2 separate regions of the Arachis hypogaea genome follow, and region 1 is linked to region 2. The links are chromatin contacts, called in public Hi-C maps. All regions are on one chromosome and are shown on one strand. Each heading gives the region's core, a stretch centred on a gene start, on an enhancer-like site or on the middle of the called end of the contact. The rest is flanking DNA. Distances are from core to core; before and after follow the strand shown. Region 1 has its middle 29 kb from the start of LOC112775354. Region 2 has its middle 5.3 kb from the start of LOC112775076.

The links. Hi-C and Micro-C count contacts between places; a contact is called where the count stands out from the background.
Region 1: a contact with region 2 is called in a Hi-C map of an unstated tissue, with 2.5 times the contacts expected there. The contact joins two enhancer-like sites. A contact is called at or near these places in 3 of 8 Hi-C or Micro-C datasets (leaf and an unstated tissue).

The regions. Positions count from the first base shown.
Region 1 is chr19:139,905,051-139,911,801 of arahy.Tifrunner.gnm2.J5K5, reverse strand. No RefSeq gene overlaps it. Among protein-coding and RNA genes, the nearest start is that of LOC112775354, 29 kb to the left of the region's middle. Within about 2 kb of position 3,946, at least 3 of the 3 cell types and tissues checked have open chromatin away from gene starts, as enhancers often do.
Region 2 is chr19:139,809,536-139,815,940 of arahy.Tifrunner.gnm2.J5K5, reverse strand. No RefSeq gene overlaps it. Among protein-coding and RNA genes, the nearest start is that of LOC112775076, 5.3 kb to the right of the region's middle. Within about 2 kb of position 3,105, at least 1 of the 3 cell types and tissues checked has open chromatin away from gene starts, as enhancers often do.

The DNA.
Region 1 (6,751 bases), core at 2,697-5,196, 95 kb before region 2:
AGATTTAATATCTATTATATTTAATGTAAAAGCTATAGAAATAAATTATGACTTAATATTTTATTTAATTTAAAATAAATATAAAAATTAAAACAAACAAAATTATTTAAATATTTTTATTAACTAAGAAAAATAAAAACAAAATAATTTTTTTTGTTTTTTCTGTCTCTCCATGAATCCATCGAAGAGTGACAATGAGACGGATAGGAGTGGATTTTTGTCTTATTCGATCATGTCCCACCCTACAATAATTTACATAAAATCCATTTCACTCTTATCAACGATAGTAAAAAGTTGAATTCTAACTCTACGAATATTTGTCCCGCTCCTATAATTATTAAAATTCAACAAAAAATAAAATTTAAAATTTAGGGCAAATCGCAGTATTAAGCCAGTATGGATGAGATATTACATGATTCAACCAAACCGAAAAATGAGACATGAATCAACCAAAAGCATGTCTCTATTTAATTCGAATCAATCTGACTCGAACTAAAAACAGTAGTAATTTGAATCAATGATGTTCGAATTATGAGGGAGTATGCATGCTAGGTAGTTCAAACCGAACTGATTCGAATCATGCATGGAGCAGTTTGAATCACTCTGATTCAAATTATGCATGGGCAGTTCGAATCACTCTGATTCAAATTATATGGTGAGCAATTCGATAGGCAGTTCGAATCTAGCTGATTCAAATTATGTATATATAATTCGAAATTGGCTGTTTCAAATTAGGAAGCCCCATACATGTATAAATATGGTGTGAACGTGAATTGAGTTTATTTGAGTGAGACAAAATGGTTAGTGAGGAGAGTTTTGTAGTGTTGGTGCATTATAGAGGGTCGATTAAGAGAAAAACACGCTCTGGTGTGAAGTTCGCTGATAAAGATCCTCAAAGTATTTTTATGAGACCTACGACGAGATTCGATGACTTCTTGAATTCTATAATACAGAAACTTAGGCTGCAAGGCGTGAAACGGGTTCAGAAGTTATTCTGACACATTCTTATCTCAGTGCTTAGAGATGACGTGAACTACGATTCTTTCATTATAGGGAATGACGAGGATTTGCAGGTCCTGTTCCATTGTCGTCGGCAGTTTCCCGAGGTCAGGACACCTGAGCTGTTGGCAAAGTTGGTTGATGTGGTATCTAGCTCGGGAGGTTCGAACCAGAATACCCAAACTTTAGGCACGGTAGCCGGTTCTAGCTCGAGACCTATTAGTGCATCTTTGTCTGTGCCTGTGAATGCACCTCGGGACGAGCCTGTCGTGTCTCCGTCATTCGCCGTTGATCTCAACTGCAGTAGTGGCGGAGAGGTTGGTATCGTGGAGAGGGTACCGATTTCTTTATAGTGTGGGGCATCGGCTGGAATGGGTGATGCATTGCTGGATGATGATGGCGATGATGATGTGGAGCCTGACCTCATTGCTGATGACAGTAGCGATGACATTGCAGCGAGTAATCCAAATGGGGCTGGCGGTAGTTCTAGCTCTGGGACTCAGCAGTACCCTCGGCACTTTTCATCTTTGGACTTGGATGCCATGACACAGGAGGGGGTTCCTGCGGAACCCACTGGATTTGGCGCTAGAGATACCCAGGGTACTGGAGGTCTTACAGAGTTTCAGGTTGGTCAGCAATTTCAGGATAAAGAGGAGGCTGTATTAAGCGTGAAGACGTATAGCATCCGATGCGGGGTACAATACAAAGTGACAGAGTCCGATTATCGCAAGTACGTTGGGAAGTGTCCTAAATTTGGGAACGGGTGCACATGGTTGATTAGGCTAAGTCTCTGGCAGCGCAAGGGTATTTGGAAGGTAAAACGGTACAAGGGACCTCATACTTGTCTCGCAACGTCGATCTTGAGCGATCACAAGAGTCTTGATTATCATGTGATCTCGGCCTTCATCATGCCAATGGTTATAAAGCTGATGCATCCGTCTGCATCAAGGTACTGCTAAATGCGACGGAGGCACACTTTGGGCTTATGCCGACTTATAGGAGGGTTTGGTTGGCCAAGTAGAAGGCCATCGCCCATATTTATGGAGATTGGGATGAGTCATATAACGAGCTACCGCGATGGGTCTTAGGTGTGCAGCTGACGATGCCTGGTAGTGTTGCAGTGCTGAGGACGAATCTTGTTCCAGTGGGGGGCAGGTGGACGGCTCGCAAGCCTATTTTCACCGGATTTTCTGGACGTTCCCACCATGTATTGAGGCATTCCGGCATTGCAAGGCGTTGGTGAGTTTGACGGGACCCACTTGTACGGTAAATACGGGGGTACGTTGCTCGTTACGATTGCACAAGACGGGAACTCCAACATCCTGCCTGTTGCACTTGCACTCGTGGAGGGTGAGAATGCGGAGTCCTAGTCATTTTTTCTATCCCATCTCTCGTTCAGCCTCGCAAGATGGTATAAGCTGGCCATCTGCAAGTACGGAACGTACCTCTCGTCCAGACGCATACCCTGCTGCCGTCGCATGCTCGAAATACATCGGGGCTACAAACAGAATGTACGAGAATATAAAAACCACTAACATCATTCACTAACAAAACATCATTCACTAACAAAACCACTAACAACATTCACTATCAAAACCACTAACAAAATCACTAACATCATTCGCTAACAAAATCACTAACATCATTCACTAAGAAAACCACTATCTAACTTAGCAACGGTACATAATGACTACCATTCTAACACACCAAAGGTAAAAATATATAAAAATAAAATAACTTATTCACTCCTATTTTAAAAGAACAAGTTCGCACTAACCTCTTTGTGGATAACACCAACTATATGGGCTACTCCATCCAAACGATAAAGTCGGTCCGGATTATCCCCTATCGGCTAAATATTCTGCTCAAACCTTTGTTGGAGTCGTACTGGGTCGTTTTCTCTGGGATTTGGTGGGGCATGGATTTAGAATAGTAGTTCGAATGAGGTTACTTCGAACTCTTTATATAGGAAAAACATGGGGTAATTCGAAACAGCCTGTTTCGAATTACTATGGGCACGAAATTCTGGAGTAGATCGAATGATGCTGTTTTGAATTAGTGTGTGTATGTGTGATTCGAATCAGGGTGATTCGAATTATTGTGTGTTAGTGTATATGTAATTCAAATCAGTATGATTCGAATTACTATGGTATGTGTAATTCGAGTGGCTCTAATTCGAACTATAAAGAAAAGTGCTCTTGGTAGAACCTTGTAACGTTTTTATCTTTGGTGGAATTGTGTAAAACCACCCTCTACTTGGTTTATATGCGTCATTTGCCCTAAAATTTATATAACCATCGTATATATAACATAAATTAAGATAAAAATTTAAATATGATACGATATTATAAATTATTTTACTAATTATTTTACATATATTATATATATTATATATATAATGGAGCGGGTAGGAACAAATATTCCCTAAACGGCTAAACACGACTCTGTCCTGTTCCTCCCCCCAAATTCCACCCCGCATAAAACTCGTCCCGTACCGAAGCAGGTAATTACTCGTCACGAGCAGGTAGAGTGTAGTGTTGCCACCCATAAATCCACCACTCCCCAAGGCCATTGCCTCCTTGCTTCTCCCGCTTCCTCTCTCCACCTTCTCTTTGCTTCAAGTCTTCAATATCTTCTTCAACATCTCAAACCATAAAAATGAAGCATTGTTTCTTTCTTTCTTAATCCATAAAGTAGGGGCAGAACAACCCATAAAGCGAAGCAACGTGAGAACGATGGCATGGTGGCTCTGACCAGCTCTGCCAGCGACAACGACGACAAACAAGGCAGAACAGCAGCGCGGGGCAGACCAAGAGCAATATAGCAGTGACAGTGGCAAGTCGGCAGGGTCATTCGAACTCAACAGCAATGGTAGCAGCGACAGCTCCCACCGCTATTAAACAAAGTGGAAAACCATGCTCCCAAAGTGGGATGGAAAAAATGAGGTAATTAGCCTCTCTGGAGAGAATAAACAAAGCCCAAATATTGGACCCAATAAGTGTTTTCTCTGTAGCACAATGATGGGTTATTCGTGAGCCCAATTTTTAATAAAAGTTAAAAGGTAGAGCCTTTAATTCAAGATCCAAACATAAAATTGGCTTCATTATAGAACCAAAAAATAGCTTATTTGAAACATAAGATAACACTCGCACTCCAAAAACGTTAAGGTTATCACTCAATTTCTTGTATGACATGTCCAAAAAGACAAAAGAAAATTTTTGAATCTCACATTTGAAAAAAAAAAAAAAAACTATGCACAAAATCATCTTTATCGTAGAATGATTTTTCTGATTATAAATAATTTTTATTAAGCTAATTCTGTGTTTAAGAAGTCAATTTATATACAAAGCATTTTATTCGGGTAGTATTCCATTGTTTGTAACGTCCTCTTATTAATTCATAATATGTCTCACTTCGTAACGTTCATTAATGGTTTTCAATTTTACTCTATACACAATTTTAGTAACAATGTATAAAGAAATATTAACAAAAAAAATAGTTACTAATTAGGTATTTTCTAAATGATTTGAGCTTATTGATGTGTAAAATGACTAAATGAAGGATATTCAAGAGTGAGTAAACTCTTTTTAAATTTGTATTATTGATAATTTGTTTAAAATCATTTATTTCCAAATTAATATTAATTATTCTACTCACTGGACAAAAAAAAAGATAACAATAAGATATTATTGGATATGGGATAATTCCAATCGCATAAGATGGTTTCATTTGGTCAATGCTCAAGATAACGAAGTCGCAGAATTTTAAATATATGGTTCATACAGCCTGGAATGAAACAAGGATTCTTCAATCTTATTGGGCTAAGTTTGAATAATTAATTAATAATTTAATAGTATATATTATAAATTAAAATCTAAAATGATAACGAACAACAAATGTTGAGTATCCTTTTTTAAAATAGTTTTTGGTAATTATTATTTTGACATATCAAAATTAAACTGTTGTGGATTAAAAGTTTATTATTAATTAATAAATTAGTACATATATAAAATAAAATTTGAATTTATAACATTTATTTAAATAAATAAATATATTAATTATTCGACCAACTTAAATTGATTAATGAAGTTTTACGTATTTAGTTGGCTTTCTTCTGTCACGGAACATGATTATACCCACAAATTAAATTAAACCTACCATTCAATATTCTTAGTCTTCCATTATTATGTTAGTTTGGAAAATTGATTATGGCAGAGGCAGATCCATACATAATGATAAAATAAACAAATATGCGTACTCATTTATGATTTACCTCACATAGTTGATCCATATGCATGAGGTTTTGATTCAAAGACAAACCTTCTTTATCTTACACCATACATTCTAATTCAAATAAATTTCTTTTGAGTATGTCACAAGAAAATGTATATACAATTTATCCAATAATAATGGGTGATTGGAGGAACATAGATTTCTTCTTCCATGGCCCCACCACTTTGCATTTAAATTAAATCTTGGAGCACAATTAAGAAGGCAAGAATTGCTTCCACAAATCCAAATCACCATAAATAGTTGCATTTATGTAAGGGTCAAGAAGAAATTGAAGTTGTAATTGTAATTGTAGAAACTAGAAATATGGGACCATATGTCCATGTATAACGTATGGTATGTTTTTGGTACCCCACATGCCACGGCATGCCCAAGAAGTTTCGGAATAAAGTCAATCCATACTTTTTCACTTTCACAGTTCCCCATCCCAACTTCAACAATACCTTTATTTATTTATTTATTTATTCATTTTTTAAAAGTATTTAATTTTTTAAACAATTTTTTAATTATACTATTAGAATATGTATTCAAATAGTTCTTAATAAATTTTGCACAAAATATTTTTGTTTTAAAAACTTTATTATATTGAAATTTCTGAACCTTATACAAGTAAAATATATAAATTATTATTTTAGTTAGATTTATATTGTGTTTACAAATTAAATATGATAAAATAATTTATATGTCTTATTTTTATAAAATTAAAAAATTTTAATATAATAAAATTTTTTTAGAAATAAAAACATCCGATAAAAAATTTGTTAGATCTATTTGAATATATGCTAAAATTATTATTTACTCCTAATTTGATTGCAAGGGAGAGTGAAGAGCCGAGTCTCCAAATTCAAAACAAATGCCAAGTTCTTAGTATAAAATATCAAGAATTGAATTTTCCTTGTGGATTCAATTTAAGCTTCTAATAAATTAAAGCAACTTGTAAATACTATATATATTAGTTGTAGTGCCAACCGAATAAAGCCTTCCTCACAATCTTCTAAGAGCCACTTTTCGATGTCCCTACGATGGCCAAAAATAATACTAATGACTTTCCAAAGCTAACAAATAATAATTACATTCACGTTGATATCAACGACAACGAGTGGAATAATCTAAATTAGATATTTTATATATTATATAGGACTCCTTGTTTAATTTTTTTTTTTTTTTTTTTTGGTCTTTGGCAAAGTCTTGTTTGAATGGTCGAATTGATTCTAATCAAACTTATAATAGTTAAAGATATTATAAGTGAAAATTTTTTATTAAAAAACACATATTAAATGTTCAATTTTTTAAATTTTTTAAAAATTAAATATATTGAAAAAATAAAAAAATTTCTCTTTTGCTCTTGTAACCAATTTCCTAACATTTTTTTAGCTAAATCTAATATAATAATAGTTATAGTAAAAGATAGCAATTGCTTTTCAAAATTTTGAGTTATGCTTTGACATCACTGAAATGATAC
Region 2 (6,405 bases), core at 1,856-4,355:
CACTTGTTTGGAGTGGCATTCAACAATTGAAACCCAGTCTTATTCTCCTTAAAACCTTCGTAACACAACCAAACAATGCCCTCGTTAAAACATGACGGCCACGCGTTCCCGAATTTGCCACTTCAACACTTGTCATTTTCCAATCCCCTTTTATAGAAGAGCTTCGAAGAAATAGATTACCACCCTAAATTTTTTTCATTCTTTGATAAGCAAATAATCAATATTTTTACTTCATACCTTGTAGGATTTTTTTAAAATAAATATTATAATTACTGTTATGTACTTTTTAGAATATTTATATTTTTTCACACCAAGTCTTATCTCGTTTACAGTGTAAACGAAATAAGTATAGTCATATTTCCTTTACATTGTAAACGAGATAAAACACGCACGTCCCTCCACATATCTCATTTACAGTGCAAACGAGATAAAGTACGTTGGCGTTTATAAATACAACTCGTTGACAGCAACTTTGACCCCACTCCTAACCCACATTTCTCACATTTCTCTCTATCTTAGGCCATTTTATTGATCTTTCTGAGTTTTCGGGAAGTTATGGCACATAATCCTGACATCAATCGCCTGAATGCTAGCTGGCACATTGCAGGAGTTATCGACTTTGAAGTTGGTGTTATCTTTTATCGGTCAAATTAATAATTATTTGCGATTTAATTAGTGAATATACGGAATAGATTGAATGATATTTAGGTAACACAGAGTATGTTAGTTGGCAAATAGGGATTAAGACATTTATAAGTATTTAAGTTTATTCATAGTGAAGTTTATATTAGTAGTGAAGGCTAAATAACTACTTAGTTTGAGTTGATTCGTTGATTTAAAAGTTTTAGTAGTTACTTTTATTGTTTTGAATTCGGGAAGGAATTTTAAGTATTGTTTTTTTATGCTGTTTATTATGTTCTAATGTTTATCTGAGTTGCACATTATATTTTTTAGAATAGTTTTGAACATGCTAGAGAAGTTAGTTTGAAGTTTTGTATTTATAAAATTTTGACTTTTAAACAGAGGCTTCGCCTTTTATTGCCTAGGCGGGTTAGTCACACACTTGCATCCCCGGACGCCATCGTCCCTTGCTTGAGGGAAGCTAGGTTTGGCGACATAGTACAGCTCAGAGACTTTGTATTTGACAACTCTCTGATCACTGCATTCGTGGAACAGTAGCGTCCGGAGACCTAAACTTCCCACCTGCCATGGGATGAGTGCACCATCACCCTACAGGATGTTGCGTACCACCTTGGGTTATGCACAAACGAAGAGCCAGTGAATGGGTGCTAGCGTGACTTTCAGATTTCGCACCAGCGGACGACATGAGAGTACATGGAGGAGCTCCTAGGTGCCAGACCGCCCCTTCCAGCGCAGCAGGGTGCGTAGAGAAAGGAGTCGTTCAGCATCAAGATGACTTGGCTCAGGGACCGAGCCCAGCACATGCTAGCGACCACCAATCCGGTCACCCTCCGACAGTACACCAGGTGCTATATCATGCTGCTAATCGGTGGTTACCTGATGACCAACAAGTCCAACAATCAGGTACACATCAGGTGGTTGCCATTGTTGGCGGACTTTGAGAGGTGCAGCGGTCTTTCATGGGGTCCGCTGTGCTTGCATGGACGTACCATTCCTTGTGCCATGCAAAACATCGTGATACGACGGACATAGCTGACTGCACACCGCTGCTCATGTCGTGGATATACCACATGTTTCCACAATGGTGTCCTGAGGACATGAATATTCCGACCTTTCCACTAGTAGTGAGGTAACTGTTTTCGTTTTGAGATTTTGTCGATTTCTATTTATCAAGTTTTACCTGCATGGATTAACACAACTCAACTTCTTCGTCTATTAACAAGTTTATAGGGATGTCCCAGCAGATTAGGGACTACCATGCACAAAGGGTCCTTCGATGGAGTACGTCGTTAGATCGGCTCGCTTTAGACGAGGTATACTATTGTGCTTTACTTTGTTAAATGTCACACGTTTCCATAATTATGTAGTGAATTGCTTCTGACGCCAATATAATGCTGTGTATTGTAGCTTCCTTGGACGCCGTACGCTGACCCTTGGCTACAGGACATTACTCCGGACTGGGTGAGGTCTACTGGTGAGTGGAGGACTTGGTTGTCTGTCATTCCATTTGTGTGCTTCAACATTGTGGAGTTTCACCAATCCGATCGGGTGAAGCGCCAATTCGGAGGTGAGCAGACGGTGCCAGTCAACCCGGTTAATGTCAACAGGTTTCTCACCATTATTGGACGAGGAGAGGATGTATGGTGGCCTACAAAGCTTCGGGAGTGGTACGGCGCGTTCAAAGCTCGGTTTGAGGTGGGCCACATGATCACCATTCAGCCCATTGCCGACGACAGGCCGACACTAGAGTAATGGGACTGGTACTAGTGGACCTGCCAGGTCAGACATCTGTGTCGGAGAGGATGTACTCGATGATCCTAGACTTTCGACACTCCCTGATGATGTCCAGCCCATGCCTAGTATGCCCAGGGAGGTCCTGAAACTTCCACCAAATGTTCCTAATCATCGTAGGCATGCTAGGGAGGTTTGTCCAAACACCCGGAGGCCTGGCCAGAGGGAGAGGGGGGCAAGGGATTCTAGAGGAGGAGTTGCAGGGCCTTGACGAGAGCGAGCCAGACCCTACAGGCAGAGGTTGGACGTGGAGTCTGAGGAGGAGGTGGAGTTTGATTGGCACGAGGATTATGGCGACATACCCCATGATGCCAATGAGTCACCACCATTGTCACCACCACCACTACCAGTTAGCCATTTTGACCATGACGACCAGTTCACTACTCCTCTGGGCTGGGTTGACCTCGGTGCATCAGCCAATCAGCAGGAGAGGTCGATGGTGGATGAGATCTAGTTCTCGGAGGTCTTTCAGGTTCGTAGCGCTGACCCGCAGACCATACTCCGATTGCAGAGCAGTTCCACATAGCGAGAGAGCATGGTGCCGCATATGGGGTTCCTTTCTCTACTCCACCTGCTATGACATCAGTTTGGGTGCCTCAAATGTCTCCTAGTGCAGGCTCCTCCCATGGTCCAGGTTATTGGCTCGGGATTCAGTATGCCACACCGCCTTCCACAAACTACAGCCGATTAATGACGCCCTCATGTGGGTGCCTCCTCCACCACGGTATCGACCACCCACACCACGCTTTCAGGCACAGGTCCCTAACCAGTCATACCCGTACCATCCTCAACCCCCTCTACCCCTGTCACATGCAGTGGCCCTTCCACCACCACCAGCTCCCCAAAACCTGCGTGCTCGCAGACCTACTCGTCAGACACGACCTCCACCTTGTGGCACTGGAGAGCATCTTCATTACCATGGGGACTAGCAACGTTGACGCAGTCTATGTTGTTACATTAGTTTAGTATTTTAGTAGTTTATGATGTATGTTTGTTATGTTGTTCTGTACTTTAGTAGTTTATGATGTATGTTTACTCTAGTGATGTTGTAATCCTTTTGTTTGTGTTCTATCTATGCATATTAGTTGCTGAATTTATTTACATATTCTCCTTTTTGGGCTCCGTTATGTATGCAAATTATCGGTATAAGGTAGAAAATATGTCATTTCGAATCTAAATATAACACATTGTAAAACCATAATGGATCCACTATTGAATAACACGCTTTCTAGTACAAATGAAAACAACAACAAATTTAACAACTGCTAAATATCATCTGTAGGTTGATTCAGACAACCCCTTCGAGTATGACCGAGTTGTCGGCATAACCCGCACTGTTTCTCTTGATGCTCTATCTCGTCCATGTTGCTGCAAAACTTGGTAGAAACTAGTCTACCGGTTGCCTTCCTAGGCATGGCTGGATTCGGGCGCAAACGTGTACCGTGCCACTCTAGCCAGAGCTTCTCGTCAGAGATAGTCGGAAACTCCAAGTTGTAAACCTTGAAGACAGACTCATGTAGGTAGACTAGATGAACATATGGACCCCACTCGACGCTGGCGACTGCATAAGATGCAAGTGCATGACGACAGGGGAAATGAAGTGACTGAAAAAGCCTGCTATCACATGACCCCTCCCTCAATCGAACACGAAGTGAACCCTGACTCCACCTTTCAAACAGCTCTAATTCTTCAACCACAAATATCGAAGCCATCCTATCGCAATATGTAACCCAAACTTTCTGGATTCCTTCGCTATTCTTTTCAACCGCAGCCTGCAGCCACTGTGAAAACTGGTTACCCGCTGCCAACTGAGCATGCGCTTCCTTACCCTTACAGACAAAAAATTGCTGCAACCTCTCGTAGGTGCATCTCACTATAGCTGAAATGGGTAGATATCTTCTTCCCTTCAGCATTGTGTTGATGCACTCGGATAGGTTAGTTGTCATGTGACCAAATGACGTCCACCATCACAATGTTGCATCCATATTTCCTTATTAAATTTCTCGGTCCAGTCAGCCATCTCACGCGATAGCGTCCTCAGAGCATCCATGTACATCTCGTAGCTAGCACTGCTAGGACTGTAGGCAGCATTAATGAGATATCGCTTGTCCTCCGCTGACTTGAACCGAGACATGAAGTTCGCAGCAATGTGCCTGACACAATATGCATGAAACTCCCTAAGAGGCTTCCATAGGCTATCATCAACTCTAAGTGCAGCCTTGATTGCTTGGGATCTGTTAGATATAATGAGAAGCCCTTCCAGCGGTGTGACATGACTCCGTACTCTCAGACTCAACAATGGCGAAAGCCACAGGGAGGATGTTACTGTTACTATCTTGGGCAACTGCAATTAGCAACACCCCTCCATACTTGCTGTACAAGCGCATGCCGTCTACCGATACGAACGACTTGCAATGCTTGAAAGTTTCAATGCATGAAGGGTACGACCAGAAAATCTTATCAAACTGACTGCACTCTGGAACTATTAGGTGTCCATCATAGTACGACACTACACTAAAGTCACATATCGTGCCTGGACAATAACTCTACAATGCCTGGAGCAACTGTGGCACCCTGTTCTATGACTCCTCCCAATCACCATATATCTGAGCAATTGCCTTTTGTTTTGCCATCCAAACCTTCCTATACGATGGCTTGAATTGATAGCTCTTCTTCACTGTACTTTGTAAAATAGGAATGGAAACTGATGGACTTGACTGTATGAGTGGCAAGATGAGTCTGCATATGAGGTGGCAATCCAACTATTGATGATCATGCGACATGGTGAGGCTAGACACGTATGTGGTCCGCCAAATTTACGCACCTCCCTAACGATTTTAAGTATCATTAAATTAAAATCTAACCAAAATAACAATAACGATTTTAACAACAAAGTAAAATTCGATAACACTCACTAATATTTGAGATTCTGTCAGAGGGCGACACAGAGGGTCCAAGGACAACCATTAGTGAATTGTCGGCATCGTACGTGGTAATTTAGCCGGTCCAACTCCACTACTCGATAATCTGCACTTTGCTGAATGCTGTAATTCTTCATGCCTTGTAGCATTGCCTCTCTACTCTTGAATTTGTGACCAACCCTAAACTCCACACCACCATCCGTGTTGTAATCGTCGGCCCCCGTGTTCGAGTACAGAGTTTCTTTATGCATCGCATGCAAGTCCATTGTGTGGTAGTGGCTGGGCATAAATGATAACTCTAGAATTGGTTTTGGAGTAGGCAAAAGGTATCGACGTGAGGGCCCAACGAGAGTCTCTAGTATGAACTCATCTTCGTCGTCATCCTCAGATGAACCACTTTCGTCACTATCAGCAATGTACTATTCGTCCGATTTCTCCCCCTCAACTTCCATGTCCTGCACTGGACTAGCACAATGCAACAGACTTGGTACGAGAGGAGGATCATCCGATACAAAGTTCGAGGTACCACTACCACCACCACTAACGTCATGAACCTCCGTTGAAAGTTTCATCACTTGTTCAACCATAATTTTCTTGTGCATATCAAACATAAGGCGCACATACTCATCGTCATCGAGCCAAAACAGATGAAATCGAAAACACCCCATTCTCCATCGGTGCTAGCATCCTATACCCAACTCGACCAACCTCTTTTCTCCCCGCACCACCGACGTGCGTCAATATCATACTTTTTAGCTCCGACAACGAATTTGCTCTTTGACATCGAAACAGCGCTGGACTCTCGCACTCAAATATCATTCCGCTGTCACTGTTTCTCATCTAACAGTTGGGATAAACCATCACAACAAAAAAATCACTGTCACTAGACATTTTTTTGATGTTCTGGAAAGAAAAAGAGAAGAGAAGGAAAAATTGATAATTTTGTGAAGAATACCAATGGTTTGTTGATCCTTTTATAGATGGTTGATTTTTGTTCTATTATATCTCGTTTATTGTGTCAACGAGCTGAGTTAACACTTATCTCAAATAT